Linked DNA regions of Oryctolagus cuniculus: region 1 is linked to region 2. A link is a contact called in public Hi-C data. All regions are on one chromosome and are shown on one strand. The core of a region is the stretch at or near the end of the contact, and the rest is flanking DNA. Distances in the headings are between cores, read along the strand shown.

What was found. Hi-C and Micro-C count contacts between places; a contact is called where the count stands out from the background.
Region 1: a Hi-C map of an unstated tissue shows a contact between it and region 2, with 1.8 times the contacts expected there. The contact joins the promoter of RTN4 here to the enhancer-like site in region 2. A contact is called at or near these places in 3 of 6 Hi-C or Micro-C datasets (ear pinna, skin fibroblasts and an unstated tissue).

Annotation. Positions count from the first base shown.
Region 1 is chr2:147,523,338-147,526,357 of mOryCun1.1, reverse strand. It overlaps RTN4 (reticulon 4), which reads right to left and starts at 1,686. Exons shown (of 9, transcript XM_070069112.1): 1 at 872-1,686. The coding sequence starts at 1,433.
Region 2 is chr2:147,480,214-147,483,133 of mOryCun1.1, reverse strand. No RefSeq gene overlaps it. Among named protein-coding and RNA genes, the nearest start is that of RTN4, 43 kb to the left of the region's middle. Within about 2 kb of position 1,258, at least 1 of the 8 cell types and tissues checked has an H3K27ac peak or open chromatin away from gene starts, as enhancers often do.

The DNA.
Region 1 (3,020 bases), core at 437-2,936, 43 kb before region 2:
TGTCAACCATTTTGCCTTTTTATCTGATGCATTAAAAGGCTAAGCCCGTGCACACCAACAAGAAGCAATTCCTCCTCCTTAAAGCCTGCAGGGGGGACCCCGCAGAACCGCGCCCCCTCGGCACAAGAAGCCCAGATGCCCGCGCCCTGGCTCTGTCTCCGGTGGGAAGCTGCATTACGGTCGGGTGAGCTGGGCGGCGGCAGGACTTCGCCCGACTCCGTCCTCCCCGCTGCTCGCAGCCCCAAACCACTGGAGGCGCTCTCCCTTCACCGCAGTTGGGTCAGTGTGGACGTTTTCCATTCGGCCAGCTCCCCAGAAGCGCCCAGAGGAGAGGGAGGGGGTGAAGCCCAAGGGGGCCACCCACGCCAGGTCGGGCGGGGGCGAGGAGGATGCCCGCGGCCGAACGCAGTCACACAAGCCCGGGGCGACACTGGACCTCGCGCCTACAGCAACCCAGACGGGGAGGCAAAAGCCCCTCATAAAAAGATCAGGGCGCCCCACCCTCCCCTCGGAGCCGCAGCCGCAGCAGGCCAACGAAGCCACAACCCCAGCTCCTCCTTACACACCCAGCTCCCACCAGCGGTGGGTGCCTAACTTCCGGGACGCAGTGGAACGCCGCCGAACGAACGGAGGCCAGAACGTGGGCGCGGGGTGCGGTGCACGTGTTCCCCGAAAGCCAGACAATAAAGAACCCGCCCGGGCGTCTGCGGCCGCCCCACCCTTCTCCCCCGCGCCTCCCACCAGGGGGGGCGCCATCGCCCCGACGTTGGCAGACAAAGCCCCCTCCGGGTGGGGAGAAGGCCCAGCCAGAGGCAGCGGGGAATGCACACAAAAGAGGGAGGGGCGCGCGGCGGGAGGGCGCGGCACTCACCCACGGAGCCCGAGGAGCCCCTGCGCTTGGGCGCGGCCGGGGTGGAGGGGGGCGCGGTGGGGGCCGGGGCGGGCGGGGTCCACGCGGGCTCGGCCTGGGGGCTCACGTCGGCCGGGGGAGGCGGGGGCGGCCGCGCCGGAGGCTCGTCGTCCTCGGGGAGCTTGGAGGGCGAGACTGCGGCAGCGGCCGGCGGCGACGGCGCAGGCACGGACGACGCCGGGCTCGGGTCCCAAAGCGGCTGCCGCTCCGAGGCGGCTGGGGGCGCGGCCGGCAGGGGTCCCCGGGGCGCCGGGGGCACGAAGTCATTCCCGAAGTCCAGCAGGGGCGCGCCGGCGGGAGCGGTGGGAGCGGTGGGCACCGGCGCCGCGGACAGCCCGGCGGCGGGCTTCCTCTCTAGCACCTCCAGCTCCTCCAGGTCTTCGTCCTCGTCCTCCTCTTCCTCCTCGTCCTCCTCCTCCTCGTCCTCCGGCTCCCTCACGAACTGGTACTTGAAGGCGGGTGGAGGCCGGGGCGGGCTGTCCGCAGACGAGGAGACCAGCGGCGACTGGTCCAGGTCTTCCATGGTTGGCGGGCCGGAGATGCTGCTGCAGCTGCTGCCGCCGCCGGGGCCGCTTCTCCTCAGAGCCGCGGGCGGTTGTGGGGGTTGGGGAAGACTGAGAGGGGCCGAGCCCACGGAGCCGAGGGACCTGCAGTGGCGACGGCTCCCGGAACAATGAGACTGCTCCTCCTGCCTCCGCGCCCGTGATGCGCCACCCGCCCGTCCCCCCGTTGCCGCCGCCGCCGCCCAGACGAGCGAAGGAGAGAGGCCAGCAGACTCTCCGCCCAGTTTGGCGTGACTCACCCTCCTCCTCGGCGGGGAGGGTAGGGACTGGCGCGGGAGGGAAAGCGCCAATAGGCTGCGGGATAGAGAAGATGGGCAGCCGGCCGGCCCGATGGAAAGGGAGAGAGCTGAGAGTGGGTGGGGCTCCGTGCACTTCCTCTTTCTTACCGGCTGGGGTTGAGTTCGGTGGGCGGGGCTTGGAGATGGGCACTCCGCCCTCCACGTTGGGTAGATGTGGATTGGGGTGGGGGGCTTGGCCTTGCCCGCAACTGGAGGTCGGTCTGTTAGAGCACTGCTAAAGGGACGGGCCGCTGGCTGGGAGGGGTCAAAGCGGTTCCTGGCGCGCCACCGGAAGGGCGTTATCCTGGGGGACTAGGGGTGGAAACTTTCCTCCCCGGAAAGGAAAAAAACCAAAGTGGAGAAAGGTACAAAGAGGCCTGGGATGTTGGCCCTACGGATTTTAAAAGATTCTGAAATGAAAGATTGTATGTTTCCAAACTTAAATTCCCCATCACACATCACGACTACCACCACCACCCTGAAAGGAAAACAAAGACCGCTCTAGGCTCACTCCCAGTCTAAATGCAGACCCTAAAATGAGGAGGGCAAGGCAGAGCTGTGCTAGATCATGTGGCTGTCTGGGGCTGAAAGTCAGCTGTTCTTCCAAAGAGGATTTGGGGCTCTCCTGCTGCTGGACTCTACATGGTAGGAGAATGAGTCATCCAAAATGAGAGAGGGAGGGAGGGCAGAGAGGAAAATGGAAAGAGAAAGACGCCTTGGAAGGCAATTTTGGTTCACATTACAGTTCAATCACCTTGGGCTCGGTGAGTCAACACTTCAGATGATTCAGGCTTTCTGGGAGCCAGGAAACTGGTGCTTCTTGGTTTAAGATACAGTAATAAGCATGTTCCCCATTTCACTTTTCCCAGAACAACAGTTTAAAGTAAATGGTTGCACTGCATCTAAGAATCAGCATCTCTGCAGAGGTTCTGGAATGCCTTTTCTTTTCCTGATCACCTGTCCAAACCAGCGGCCACAGGCCTACTCTGGAGAGGGGGATACCTGCTTTTCAAGTTGTTCACAGTCTAAACCTTCCCTATCCAATGTTTAGTAACCAGCTCCTTGTGGCTAGTGAGCACTCCAAATGCCTGAAATGAGATGCATAAATGTAAAACACACACTGGATTTCAGGAGTTAGTACCAGTGCCTGGCATTGTGGTGCAGCTGTCAGTCCCTACTTGAAACTTGCATGTGCTGTATCAGAATGCCTGGTTCATCCCAGCTCTGCCTCCTATCCAGCTTCCTGCTAATGCACACACACCTGGGAGG
Region 2 (2,920 bases), core at 9-2,508:
ACACATTGACCAGGAATTCACCAAAATCCACCGGAAAAATATTCTGTCCCTCACGGCCATTCATCTTCCTGCCTGCTGCCTGCCTCTCGCCCCGGTGACTGGCTCTGCCGGCGGACCCTGCAGAATGACTCAGCGTGCTGAAATCTGGCCTTGTGGGCACACACAGCTCTCAGAACAGCTTTAACCACCAGAAACAAGTGATTGCATGAGTCCCCGGGGACCTTCTCCAATGGCAATGCTGCAAAGGAAGTGAACGCAAGGGCAGTACCTTCTAATTAAATGCTATTGAAGTACAGGAAGAGTGGCCTTGGCCTTGTGAAGAGCTCAGAGGCTCTCAGAGGCTCATTTGTGGGTGAGGTTGCTTAGGACTATACCAGGCTCTCCAATTTACACACACTGGGCTGTTTCGGTGATGACGGCGATGACAACACTATTAATAAAGGTATCACGGACTGAACAGTTACTGTCTGCCAGGCACTTGGTATGCGTTGCCTCGTTTATGCCCTCATAGCAATGCTGGAAGAAAGACAGTAAAAACCTCATTTTACACATGAGGAAACTAGGGGTTACAGAGTCAAAGTCAAGTGGTGATTAAGCAAAGATTTGGGTCGAGAGAGTGGGGTTAGGGGCCCAGGATCCCAGCTGGCTTTAGAAAAGCTGCACTTTGCACGCTGGAATTGCTCCAAACCTAAGCAAGGCTAAGGAAGGAACAGGGAACCCCAAATTGACCCTGAGATCTCCACAGAGCAGCATCTTCCCAGGTCCTGGCCCTGCAGTGAACTTGGAGCCAGGCTGCCTTGGCTGTGTCTGCAGCAGCCCTCGGAGGCTCTTCCGGAAGCTGACACTGCACTTCCCTGCATCCATGCAGCCACTGGCTCCCAGCCCAGCCTTGCAGCTTGAGCCGTCTTTATAAAATCAGATTTCCAAGTAGATAAGCCCTGGAGGTTCAGCGATGGGCTTGCACTTCTACAACCGAATAAACAGGGGGCTGACGTGGCAGGGATAATTAAAATAACAGATAATCCTCAACTCTCATCTGATGATGGAATCAAAGTTCTCCCCTATTAGAATTCATCAGAGCTGTTCAGGTTTCTGGCTTCCTTATTTTCTTTTTTCTGTTCAACCCTCAAATGGAGTTTGTAGACCAAAAATAGCTAAAAGTAAAAAGAGGAAGTGACGAGGGTCTGACATTTACGAAGATGGGGAAATTGGTCTCTGAACACAGGAGAATGAACTACAGAAAGATCATGATGAGAACGTGGGTAGCCCACAGAGAGCAGATGCAGCTCCAGGGCCCAGACGAACCGCCAAGGGCTGACACTAGGAGGAAGAAGACCAGCACCTGACAGTATAGAGGAAACAAAAGACCCACCAACAAACGAGCCCTGTCCTTTCTTCTGGGGGGAGTGAAACAGTTTTGTTCAAGGCTCCCCAGGGCGGGGGCAGGTATATTCTCTCATCAGTGGGAGCTCTGCTTACCCATGGAAGAACAACCCTTGGACCCAGCACTGTGCTTAAACCCCTAGTCCAGAGCGCCTGGGACTCATGACTCAGCAGCCTGGGATGAGTCTGGAGCCAACCGTGGACTCTTCTCTGCTTCTGGGGATGTCCTTGGCTTCCCCGCACAGGCCAAAAACAGAACATCAGCTACTTCTGAGTCTGGCCCCTGAGCAGCTAAGCTGGGTTGAGAAAGAAATTTCTGTTAGGCCTATTGGCCCCAGAAATGAAATCACAGATTTCTTCTGACAAACTGTAGTTTTTCAAACACATGATTTTCTTCATACTTTATTAAGGTTTTGTTTTTAAAATGCCAAATATGCAACTGATAGAAAAATGCAGCTAGATTCTTTTTTACTAGTCAGCAGGTTGGAATTATCTGTCATTCCACAGATCTGTACTAAAACAGGCACCCTTAGAACATTTTGTGATGTCACGTTTTCATTCTGGGCCTCAGTACGTCTTTGCGCCTGATGGTATTGCTGCCATGAATCAGCTGGCAGCTCCACTCTGCAGTGTGAGAGGTGAGTCAGCAGAGGGAAAGTCTTGATTGATGTCTCCTGATGTAGGTAACTCCGAGAACCACAGGGAGCGGGGAGACCCATGCGGGCTGCATTCGCCCTCTGCAGCTTCACTGGGGGCAGCAGGTCAGGGACGGCAACAGCATGAAGAGTGGTGCCCCCGCTGCCTTTCTCTCGGCCATCCCAGGGATACCAGAGGGTACACGAGCCGAAAGGCAGCACTAAACGTGGCTTGAAGGAGGGGCTTACTTACTGTTCCCACTGCTTATGCCCACTAGCACATATAAACGGAGCATACCCTGGGATTTAGAAGCTGAGACGGTGGGGCGGGGAGGGGAGGGTTGAAAATTGCCTCCCTCAGCCTATTTGACTTTCCAAACTGTATTCCTGCCCTGAGGGTTAAACTGGGTACATTATTAGTTATCAATTGCTTTTGTAACAAATTGCCACACATTAGTGGCTTGAAATAGCACATGTTTATTGACAGTTCTGTAGGTCAGAAGTCTAACGTGGCTCTCACTAGGGCAAAATCAAGGTGTCAGGAGCTTTCTGGGAGCTCTACGGGACAATCTTTTCTACAGGACAATCTGTTCACTGCCTTTTCCTACTGCTAAAAGCTCCCGCATGCCTTGACTGCTGGTCGCTTTGCTCAATCTTCAAAGCCAGCAATGGCCACTGGAGTCCCTCTCACATTGCAACACCATGAAACTGCTCTGGCCTCCCCTTCTGTAAGCAGGATCTTGGAATTATGTTGGACCTCACTTGTATGCAGAGGCTCTCAAGATTAGCAAGTGGACATCTTTAAGGGGCCATCATTCTGCCTACCACACTATGGAAGATCTTCAAAAATTTGAGAATAAAGAAACAATGTTCTGGGGCTGGCATTGTGGCATGGTGGATTA